2 separate regions of the Mus musculus genome follow, and region 1 is linked to region 2. The links are chromatin contacts, called in public Micro-C maps. All regions are on one chromosome and are shown on one strand. The core of a region is the stretch at or near the end of the contact, and the rest is flanking DNA. Distances in the headings are between cores, read along the strand shown.

Region 1 (5,613 bases), core at 1,947-4,446, 170 kb before region 2:
CGTTCCAGAGACCCAGTGTTCCATTCCAGACGGCATAAGCTCAGCATAGTGATGTACCCTGTAATCCCACCACTCCAAAGGAGAATGCAGGAGGATCGGAAGTTCAAGGGATGGGGTGGGTTGGGGTGGAGAGATGGCTCAGTGGTTAGGAGCACTGACTGCTCTTCCAGAGGTCTGGAGTTCAATTCCCAGCAACCACATGGTGGCTCACGAGCATCTGCGATGGGATCCGATGCCCTCTTCTGGTGTGTGAAGACAGCACATTGTACTCACATATGTAAAATAAACAAATCTTTTTAAAAAATGATTTACTCTCATCCACCTGACTTTGTGCAGCCCTCCTATTGGAAAGTGGGACTGGGAAATCCATTAGTAGGATGGAGACAGGTAGGAGAGTGCCCCCTAGAGGCAACAGCATTCTTTAACAATGTAGGCCCCGACTGCATCCTCTCTTTCCTTCATCCCCTGCTGTTGCCTGCCCCACTCCATAGTCTACAGTAGCTTTGTGCTTTGGAGAGGCCAGTGTTCCACCACTATCCTGAGAGACCTATCCTGAGAGACTTTCCGATGCAGGAAACAGTCCTGTGGTTGAGGACAGCCCAGTGCGTGTGCTCAGACTCAGGAATAGACCATTCTGCTTAGAAAGCCTAAGTGGGGAAAAGTGCTTGAGCCAAGGCTGGAGGGGCTAGTTTGGACTGTTCAGTCTAGAAACAAGTCCAGGCCAGAGAGGGCGTCCAGAACACAGGCTCCCCCTGCCGGGCCCCCTTCAGCTCTGCTTCTAGTCCTGGCTCAAATGTCCCCTTCTCAGAGCCCCTCTCCGTGACCATCTGTGATAACAACTCTTGGTTTTCAACTTGACTCCATCAGGAATTAACTAGAACCCAAGTGTCTGGGTACACCTATGACAGATTTTTTTTTCCTTCTTAAATTTGATTATTTGAAGTGGGAGACTCACTTTTAACCTGGATCTTTTAAGGTAGTTAAGATCCACCTTTAATGTGGGCCGTACCTCCTTCTGGCAGCCTTTATAAAGGATGCGGAAGAAGGAAACGTCTTTGCGTTCTTTCTGACAAGCCCATGCCTTCACTAGCATTAGAGACTACTTCTTCAAGATTCTAGCAGATACTAGAAAGCTGCCAAGGCCTCCAACTCATACAACAAACAACTACAGGATTATTGGGCCTTCTATTGGTAGACAGTTATGGTTGGACTAGCTGAACCCCAGCCTGTAAGCCATTCTAATAAGTACTTTTTTTTTTTTTTTCAAGACACGGTTTCCCTGTATAGCTCTGGCTGTCCTGAAACTCACTCTGTAGACCAGGCTGGCCTCGAACTCAGAAATCCGCCTGTCTCTGCCTCCCAAGTGCTGGGATCAAAGGCGTGCGCCACTATGCCTGGCATAAATACTCTATATACATATACATATGCATATGCATATACATATACATTCACATTCTATCAGTTCTGTTCACCTAGAGGGCCCTGAACTCCTTTTCTGGTTATGTACCATTGTCATAGTTTCTAGGTCATAGTCTTCCAATTTGTCCCATTTGTAGTAGATCTCCTTCAGCACCCTGAAGTGGGCCATGTGAGTCTTGTGTACTATGGGATCTACAGTGCAGAGCCCAGCACCTAACACATGAGGGATGACTGATCAATATTTATGGGGAAAAAAAAAAAAGGATGATCTTGCCAGATGGACAGGTATTTCCCGTCATCATCGGGTAAGAGGAACACTGGGGATGTGTTGGCCTTTGTGTTCTTTTTGCTTGCTCTCCTCCTTTCCCCATTCTAAATCAGTCACCACTCACACTGGCTCTTTTGTTTAAAATCCTGAAGCTGCCCAAGGCTTAGCTGGATTTGCTTTCTAGGCCCACATCCTTGAGATGAAGCTGTGGGGAAAAGGCAGAAAAAAGGAGGGTCTTCGAGATTGGGGAGAGAGTCTCCTGGGAGCATCCAGGAAGCTGACAGGGTTGCCGGGGTATGAGGCACCTAGATAGGCTGTCCCTTCTCCCTCTACACTGTAGATAGATCGTGTGTGGTGTGTGTGTGTGTGTGTGTGTGTGTGTGTGTGTGTGTGACTGTCACTTGTGGGTGGTGGTCACTGCGTGTGTTAGCAGCCATTGAAGCACTGTGTCATCATCTTCAGTGTCGACAATCTTGAATCCTGACTCAGGTGAGGTTTCACTAGAGCCCCCAGAGATATACATTCCAGGATAGATCAGATTAGATGCCCCCATAAAGAACTGCTACGTTTGTTTCTGCATCCCTGCCTCAGGGGCAGCGATATCTGCAGGTCCCTCAGGGAGCACACCTGCCTTTGTTGTCCAGGCCTTCCAGGAGCAGCTTTACCACAAGATTGCTTGAGGAGAGGACCTTCAGGCACCCAGGTGGTCTAGGCAGATGTCTTCTCCTGGTGTGACTTCTGGGAAGCAAGGAAACCTCTCTTCAGGGGTGAGAGGGATAGCTCTGTGGATAAGAGTGTGTACTGCCCGTTGTAAGATATTTGATCACACTGTGAACCCCGAGATTGTGTTATTTACTGGGGGGAAAAAGTTTTTTTTTTTTTTTTTTTTGGTTTCTTGAGACAGGGTTTCTCTGTATAGCCCTGGCTGTCCTGGAACTCACTTTGTAGACCAGGCTGGCCTTGAACTCAGAAATCTGCCTGCCTCTGCCTCCCAAGTGCTGGGATTAAAGGCGTGCGCCACCATGCCCGGCGGAAAAAAGGTTTTTAATTGTAGTGTAGCACATACATTTAATCCAAGAACTTTCTACTTGAATATTGTAAACAGGATTAAATACATTCAACCACAGGTTGGGAGGCAGAGCAAGCAACCAGCTGACAGGAAGTCGACATAGGATTATTCCAACAAAAACCATAGAGAGGAGCCGGGCGTGGTGGCGCATGCCTTTAATCCCAGCACTTGCGAGGCAGAGGCATGCGGATTTCTGAGTTCGAGGCCAGCCTGGTCTACAGAGTGAGTTCCAGGACAGCCAGGGCTACAGAAAAACCCTGTCTCGAAAAACCAAAAAAACAAAACCAAAAAAACAAAAAACAAACAAAAAAAAAAACCCATAGAGAGTAAGAGGGCATCAGGAAGATGGATAGAGAGACACACAGGAAGTAGAAGGGAGGGACCTTCAGTTTGAAGGAGGTTGAGACAGTGTGAGGGAGGAGATTCCTGGCTGGAGAGGAAGGTCAGCTGGGTGCTTTCTCTGCCTCTCTGAGCTAGTAGGCTTCCATCCCAGCTCCTGGTCCTCATTGGTAGAAATCAAACGATTGAGATTTAAAAAAAAAAAAAAAAAAAAAAAAAGCATTTGGCACACAATGTACCTATCCAAAACCCTTTGTGACCAGGATGTGGTGCAAAGGGATCTGTGCCTTCTAACACAGAGGAAATTCCCTCAGTTGCCTAAACAGCTCTCCCCTCCCCCAAAGAGGCACCCATTAAACTATAGGAACCAACGGAATGGTTACAACTTTTGGCTTCCTGATGCTTCATCAACCACTGATGGAACTCAAACTGATAGAAAATGGCAGACTATAGAGCAGAGAATGGAATGGCCAATGCTGAAAAAAGAACCACAAAACCGGCACAGCAGTGTTGACTATAAGACAAACAACTAGGAAAGCAAAAGGAAAACTCTCTATCTTCAATTCATGGCCTGTGCAATGGTATAGCTACGTGGTCATCAAAAACGGAAAACCACTAACTGGCAGATAAATGGCAAAGATACCTGAGCCTGGGAGGCGTGAATGAATGGAAGTGACAAAACCTAGCAACACTTAGCAAAGACATTGAATTCTGTGTAGCTTATACAGGCAAGACATAAAATGTCTGAAAATAATGAGACAGTGGACAAATTAGCATCATGTTTAATTAAGACTAGAATATTAAAATTTGCCTGGGAATGAATTCAGAATAAATCAGTGAGGATGATAAATACAAATTGGAAAAACTTGAAAGTTTAACCCTAATGCTGAAATAAGGGGAAACTCTCTCCTAAGCTAGGTGTCTCTACCCTCTCAAGACGCCGTCCCACAAACATGGAGCAGGTAATGAACTTTGTCGAGCCAAGTCGGCAGTTTGTAAAGGACTCAGTTCGGCTGGTTAAAAGAAGCACCAAACCGGACAGAAGGGAATTCCAGAAGCTCTCCATGGCCACAGCGGTAGGATTTGCGATCATGGGATTCATTGGCTTCCTCATGAAACTGATCCATATCCCTATTAATAACAATTCTGTGGGTGGCTGAGTCCTTTCTCATCACGGGACGAGTGAACAGTGAGGGGGTGACACGATCATGAAGTGAAACGTTGCCTGGATGCTTTGTGGTTCTTGTTTCTTTCCTCCTTCCTATGAGGTTTTCTATTTCTAAATTAAAATAATTTCAAAATAAACATTTTTTCCATAACAAAAAAAAAAAGAATAAGGGGAAATAGAGAACCAGGACAACCCTATGAGAATAACTGTTCTAAGGAGCCCATAGCCAGGGGTGGTGCATACCTTTAATCCTAACACTTGGGAGGCAGAGGCAGGCACATAAGAATTACAGTGATTTAAATTTAAAAGCTGCTTGCAAAAAGCATACTGAAATTCAATTCAAAGTGAATGGTTTTTGTTTTTTTTTTTTTTTTTTTTTCTGAGACAGGGTTTCTCTGTATAGCCCTGGCTGTCCTGGAGCTCACTTTGTAGACCAGGCTGGTCTCGAACTCAGAAATCTGCCTGCCTCTGCCTCCCGAGTGCTGGGATTAAAGGCGTGGGCCACCACGCCCGGTCAAAGTGAATGTTCTTTGTGATCTAAAAATAAATACACTTAAACCTTGAACCATCCCATAAAGAGAAAGGGAAATATTGGTATATTTACCCACACATACTAAGATCTATTTAGTTTCAAATTTTCACAATAATTTTTAAAATTTCAATTGAAAGATAATACTTTTTCTGTTGCCAAACAAAACAAAACAAAACAAAAAGCCATTTTACCCTAGGAAAGATATAAGCTGCCAAGAAATAACCCCTGAGAGTTAGGGTGGGAGGAAGGGTTTAGCTTTTATCTTTCCAGGAGAATAAAAGCATTTAAGTATGGAATCTTGAGACCGCTGGACAAGTAAAACATCTGAAGAAAAAGAGAAAATGTCCCAAGAAAAAGGGTAAATTGGTCACGTGATATCATCCACTTCCGTGGTCTGAAATCACAGCTCAGAGCTCCAGACTAGCACCGGCACCAGTGCCACCATCTTGCCCGAGTAGCTGCCCCTTCCCACTTGACAACCACCGGGGGGCAGTGTTGGTGGTGGGGTGTGGGGACTAAGTGGGGGTGGGGGCGGGGGGCGAGCTGGACAGCCCCACCTCCCCTCTGACTCCCACACTCCCGCCCCTCCCCCCCCCCCCCCCCCCGCAGGCACTCCTTTCTTTTTTCCTATCTTGCAGCTGGCCCATAGCGGATTCCCAAATGCTTGTCTCTGCTGCCCTCTACAGTCACAAGTGGCAAATGAGCTTTATATGGTCTCAATTCAATTAAAAACTAAAGCTGACTTTGGGGTGGCTCTCTCATTCTCTAGCCCACTCATGCTTGTTAAAGGAAAATCCAAAAATCTCTGTTTCATATCA
Region 2 (6,048 bases), core at 3,495-5,994:
TTAAAATGACAAATCAGAAGATTTGTATTGCTTAAGAAGCCTTCTCATGCTGATGACGACGACGACAAACACTGTACCATGTTGGCACCAAGTTTTGACAACACTGCTTCCAATTCCTTTGATGTGCTCTTGGGAGGCACAGGGATGGTTTCCTGCTGGAGAATTGGGCCTATATCAAATCTGGGAAGAAAATACAATAAATAAATAAATAAGCAAGCAAGCCCAAAGTAGCCAACTTCATTATTTATTAAGACAAATATATTTGTCACCATATCACAGAGACAGATTTTGCAGGCTATAAACCTGTCAGTCACTCAAGTTTGAAGTCACCCTGGAATCCTGGCATACAGGAGGCCTCAAAAGTAAGAAAGGAGGAGGGTCGCATATGCCTTTAATACTAGTATTGGGAAGCAGCTGCAAGAGGAACTCTCTTGAGTCTGAGCTCAGCCTAGTTCACATAGTGAGCTCTAGGCCAGCCAGAGACATACAATGACTCTATCTCAAAACATCCAAAGCAAATCAACACACACACACACACACACACACACACCACACACACACCACACCACACACACACACACACACACACACACACACACACACACACGCATACTCCAAATGCATCTGTCATCTATATCTTTTTAGAGAAACTTTTTTAGAAGATGTTAACACTTCCAAAGACTGATTTACAAGGACTTTGAAGGACTCTGTATGAATCTCTGAAGACACACACTTATGTTAGAGACTAGGAACACTCACAGTGACTACGAAGGCAAAGGGTGACACTGGAGACTTAGCCAAGTCAGCATACTCTGACCACTCCCCAACCACAAAGGTCTCAGACACACACTAGTTTAACTTAATAAATTCTACCTTTTGGGTCTAATTTGCATAATCGTTACGCCAGTGACAGTGTCTCCATGAAGCACCGTGTGGATTATCGGAGCGGGACCACGCCACCTCGGGAGGCAACTGGGGTGCACATTCAGTATGCCGCTGAGTCAGAAAAGGCAGAAATTAGTACGGGAACTAGTTGTTGCTACCCAACTAACATGCGCTTTCATCATTAAACTTTCCAAGAGCCTGGCATGGTGGCACTTATTAATCCTAGCACTTGGAAAGCTGAGGGGGGAGAACTGCTGTGAGTTCCAGGCTGGCCAGTGCCACAGATTGAGGCCCTGTTTCAAACAATCATCACCCTGAAAATACCTGACAGCATCTATCACCTGTAGTCTAAAACCCATAGGGTTAAAAGCACATGACCTTGAAAATGTATCACCTAAAACATAAAGTCAGAGGTGAGTTCACTCTTTTACCATAGGTAACCAATAAAACTTAAAATCAGAGCATGCAGAGGTTGGAGAGACAGCTAAGTGGTTAAGGGGACCAGGGTTCAGGTTCTCAGCACCCCACACGGTGGATCACAAACATCTATAACTACAGTTCCAGGGAATCTGACATCCTCTTGTGGCCTCCCTGAACACCAGGTACCACATGGGGCACAAACATATTATGCAAACAAGGGCTGGAGAATGACTCAGCGGTTAAGAGCACCGACTGCTCTTCCAAAGGTCCTGAGTTCAAATCCCAGAAACCACACGGTGGCTCACAACCATCCGTAATGAGATCTGATGCCCTCTTCTGGAGTTTCTGAAGACAGCTACAGTGTACTCACATATAATAAATAAATCTTTAAAAAAAGAAAAAAAGGGCTGGTGAGATGGCTCAGTGGGTAAGAGCACCCGACTGCTCTTCCGAAGGTCCGTAGTTCAAATCCCAGCAACCACATGGTGGCTCACAACCATCCTTAACGAGATCTGACTCCCTCTTCTGGAATGTCTGAAGACAGCTACAGTGTACTTACATATAACCAATAAATAAATCTTTAAAAAAAAAGAAAAAATGTATATGTGTGTGTGTGTGTGTGTGTGTGTATATATATATAAAATGCAAACAAAACACTCATGCACATAAAATAAAATGAGTATATCTATGCAAAAATGTTTTTAATTAAAACAACAAAGCAAGCAGGGATATATAATAAGATACCGTGTCATCAAGTGATATTCCTACCCAAACATTCAGTTGAGGGTGAAATTTATACAAGTTCAACAGCTATCACATCTCCAGGCCATACGATCTTACGGAGTAGTGTCAGCTACACCATCTATTGTTGACTGAAATGCCATCAGAAACACGAAGAGTTCTTCAGATAGAGGGAACTGTGCAGAGATTTTATTATTTTCTTCTCAGCTGCTGCTTAGAGTGCTGAGATTAAAGGAATGTATGCATGCTTGACATGTACAGAGATTTGTTTTGTTTTGTTTTTTGAGACAAGATTTCTCAGGGGGCTAGAGAGATGGCTCAGCAGTTACGACTGCCCTTCCAGAAGTCCTGGGTTCAAATCCTAGCAATCTTTAAAAGAGACAGGGTTTTTCTGTGAAGCCCTGGCTGTCCTGAAATTTACTCTGTAGAGAAGACTGGCCTTGAACTCAAGAGATCTGCTGCCTGCTGTTGCTGCTGCTGCTGCTGCTGCTGCAGCCTCTGCCTTGCAAGTGCTAAGATTCAAGGCAGGAACTGGGCCAGAGATTTTAAGGGGAGAAAACGCTTGCCACATTCAGCCAGGCAGTCGAGCTGGTGTAGAATGAATCAGGAGAGGCCACAGCATCTGCAGAGGCCCTCTAGGAGGTGACTGCAGTTAATACAGACAAGAATGGACATAGTGCTGATGACGGATTTAACCATAATGGACTGGACATGGGACACAAGACAACTGAAGAATGACTCTGGGGTTTGGGGCCCAGCATCCAGAAGGCTGGGGTTCCTAGTTCTTAGATAAAGGTCTGCAGAGAGGTTAAGTCTTTTCAGTGAGAGAAGCCAATGGAACATCCACACAGAGCTGTGGGCAAGGTGAGTACCTGGAGTCAAGGGAGAGTTGGGCAGGGGTTGTCAGCAAATGCATGATATTTAAATGAGGGCGTAGGAAAGCCAAGGAGTTCGATACTTTGTGCCAAAAATAAATCTTATTTTAAAAGAAGACAGGGAAGAAAACATAGTTTAATCTGGGCCTGATGGTATACACTTTTAATCTACACACCTAGGAGACAGATATAGGCAGATTTCTCTGTGAGTTTGAGGCTAGCCTGCTCTATATAGTGAATTGCAACAGGACAGCCAAGGCTACATATAATGAGACCCTGTCTGAATGGAGAAAGAAAAGAAAGAAAGAAAACAAACAAACAGTTTAAATTATGGCATTTTAGTTGCTAGACCCATTCATAAAAAAGACATGATCGCCACACTGTATTTCCTTATAAGTAAAACTTACTAGGGAAATTTAAGAATAAGAGCCTCACTCAAAAGCCGGCCAAAGGAAGCCACTACCCCAACATCATATTCTCCAGATCCCACGTCGGGCCACTCGTACACCGGGAGCTGAGACTGAATAGCATATTGCTTCACAGGTAGTCCTTTGGGGGATAGCGAAGGCACTGTGACAACCTCCAGTTTCTCAATTAACTTTTCCTCTTTGCCGTCTCTGAATCAGAAAGATTGGGGGAAAAAAAATTTGACAGTGTCAGGGCAACAGCCCAAAGCTAAACTATTTCATGCACAGCAAAGCTATTTTTATGATTAAACCCATAGTACATTTAGAGCTAAAATAATTAAGATTTTTTGCAACCAACACACAGGGTTTAAATTTAATAATTTAAAAATTAAATTGTCTTTTATTATTATTATTGTGTGCATGGTGTGGGCATGTGCTATTATTACTGTGTGCGTGTGTGCAGGCGTATGCTACAGCATGTGTGTGGAAATGAGAGGAAAACTTTCAGAAGTCAGCTCTCTTCTTACAGCATCCACAGGGTGTAGCTCACAAGGGCCTGTCACTCCAGCTCCAGGGAATGGGACACTCACTTTAGGCCTCCACAGGCACCAACACGTACATGCTCATAGACACACACACATACAAATAAAATCTCAAAGTAAAAATCTTATTTAAAAAGAAAAGTGTTTGTAGGAAGGCAGGGATGGAGGCGAGATAAGTGCCTGGAAACCAGGGACCGATAAATAACCAAATATCCTTCCAGGGAAGTGGGGCGGTAGACACAGCAGCCTTTCAGGAAAGGGTGAATTACAAATAACTTTCTTCCTAGTAGACAAGGTTAGTTAAATCGCATAAATATTATATGTATATGAAACTGTTCTAACTTAGAAATGTATTCATTTGAAAACACAGGCGTGTAAAAGGGCAAGGAAACGGAGGCCACCAACACCAGGAAGGGACGAACTTTGGAGTCACAGCCCTTTTCAGCTAACCGGCTCCGCCCACGACCCTGGGTACTGGCCGGGCCTCTCCAGGTACCGGTTCCCAGGCTCGGGGAGATGGAGGGTCTGCTGGCAGATGCTGCAGGAGCCACAGGAGCTCTGCCGGCCGGGACCCAACAGGGCGCCTTCCCGGGACCTCGCTGCCCTGGGGTCGCCACCGCGGCTCGGCGTGGGACCCTGCCCCGGTACCTGGCGGCGTGCAGCGCCCGCAGCGTTTCCCGGGCAAAGTGGTCGGTGCCGAGGAACAGCACCCGCCAAGGCGGCTTCTCGCGGACTCGGGAACCTCGGCCGTCCTTCCCGTCGAACCCGGCAGGTGCTTGACAGGAACAGCGTGGCCTCCTTCCCATCAGCCACCGACCCCAGCAGCACCGCGGAAGGAGCATCACCTCGGCCCGCAGCGGCCCACCATGCGCATGCGTGCCCATGGTGGGGGGCGGAGCAAAGAGCTCAAAGGCCCAAGCACGCGCAGACGACAAGGCGGGGCCTGCCGCTTTGGAGGCGTGGCTCAACTGAAGAACCACTAAGGAAGAAATTTGAGGGGACTTTGATGTGTATTATTCAGCCAAGCTCTTCAAAGAACACTGCAGATATATACACACAAGCAAGACACTCATATGAATAAAACAAACCTTTAAAAGAAACTATTTTTTAAAACTTTACAAATTTTTTTTTAATTTATTTTTGTTTTACGTGCTTTGGTGCTTTGCCTGCATGCATGTCTGTGTAAGAGTGTGGAATCCCCTACAACTCGAGACAGTTCTGAGCTGCCACATGGGCCTGGGAATTGAACCTGGGTCCTATGGAAGGGAAGCCAGTGCTCTTAACTGCTGAGCCATCTCTGCAACGAGGGGTCCTGTCCCTCCAGCTCCAAAGCCATGATCCTAACCATTCGACCTGAACAGCAATCTTAACTACTAAGCAACTCAGGATTTCCACACCCAATGAAACTAAGGTTTGCTCACCTGTCTGAAGTCACTTCAGGAATCCAAGACTCTTAGATTCTCAGGCCTCCCATGTGGGATGCCATAGGGAGACTGTAGGGAAACGGAGGGGTGAGGGCTATCTGCTGAAGACCTCTGAAGACCATGGTGTGCAGATAGATATGTGTTTCCAAGGTACACTGGGGTCCTTAACATGGGTCATGCTTGTGACGCTGGCTCTGGCTATAGAGCAGCATCAGGTTCCTCTCTCATCTAATTCCTGTCACATGGCCTGAAAGCCAGAGGCCCTGGAGCAGTCTTTCATTTAGTTTTGAGGATCCCTGCTTCTGTGCCCTTGAGCGTTCCATCCACCTCACATTTCCTCTCTTCCTCACTAAATGGTATCCATTTTTCAGTGCTAAGACAACACCCTCCCTGAGGCCTTGAACTCCTACCTCACAGATTCAATAATTTTTTTCTCCATGTGTCCCCTCAAAACTGAGAGCGGCTTTGTTTGCCATAGTTGTGGAAAGTTGGCCAATGTGTGCCCAGAGAGCGGCAAATTCCTTGGGCTAAGTAGAAAAGAGAGGCAAAGATTATGATGCTGCTAGCCGGTGCATCTGACCATATGAGGGAAATGAGATGTGATGCCAAGCCGTATCCTCCTCTGATCAAGTCAGTCCCAGAATCCTAACTTAGGGGAAGTGGAACATGATTCTGACACTCAAGGTGCTGTCTTTTGAATACCGACTGAAGGTGTGACCTACTGGAGCTGGAGAGACGGCTCAGTGGTTAAGAT

The links. A called contact is a pair of places that touch in the nucleus more often than the background predicts.
Region 1: a contact with region 2 is called in a Micro-C map of embryonic stem cells, with 4 times the contacts expected there. The contact joins the enhancer-like site here to the promoter of Mtfmt in region 2. A contact is called at or near these places in 8 of 39 promoter capture datasets (the C10 cell line, the HPC-7 cell line, embryonic stem cells and 4 more), 2 of 15 datasets of contacts at CTCF or cohesin (embryonic stem cells and large pre-B cells), 13 of 484 Hi-C or Micro-C datasets (B cells, the Ba/F3 cell line, CD4 T cells and 9 more), 4 of 115 datasets of contacts at active chromatin or transcription factors (embryonic stem cells and stem cell-derived neural progenitor cells) and 4 of 9 other capture datasets (adipose tissue, liver, macrophages and 1 more).

Annotation. Positions count from the first base shown.
Region 1 is chr9:65,598,709-65,604,321 of GRCm38.p6, reverse strand. It overlaps the pseudogene Gm10144. Among named protein-coding and RNA genes, the nearest start is that of Pif1, 14 kb to the right of the region's middle. Within about 2 kb of position 3,196, at least 5 of the 459 cell types and tissues checked have an H3K27ac peak or open chromatin away from gene starts, as enhancers often do. A contact at or near this core is called in the Ba/F3 cell line and embryonic stem cells, where this site is marked.
Region 2 is chr9:65,434,478-65,440,525 of GRCm38.p6, reverse strand. It overlaps Mtfmt (mitochondrial methionyl-tRNA formyltransferase), which reads right to left and starts at 4,744. Exons shown (of 9, transcript NM_027134.3): 1 at 4,519-4,744; 2 at 3,329-3,538; 3 at 874-996; 4 at 78-180. The coding sequence starts at 4,712.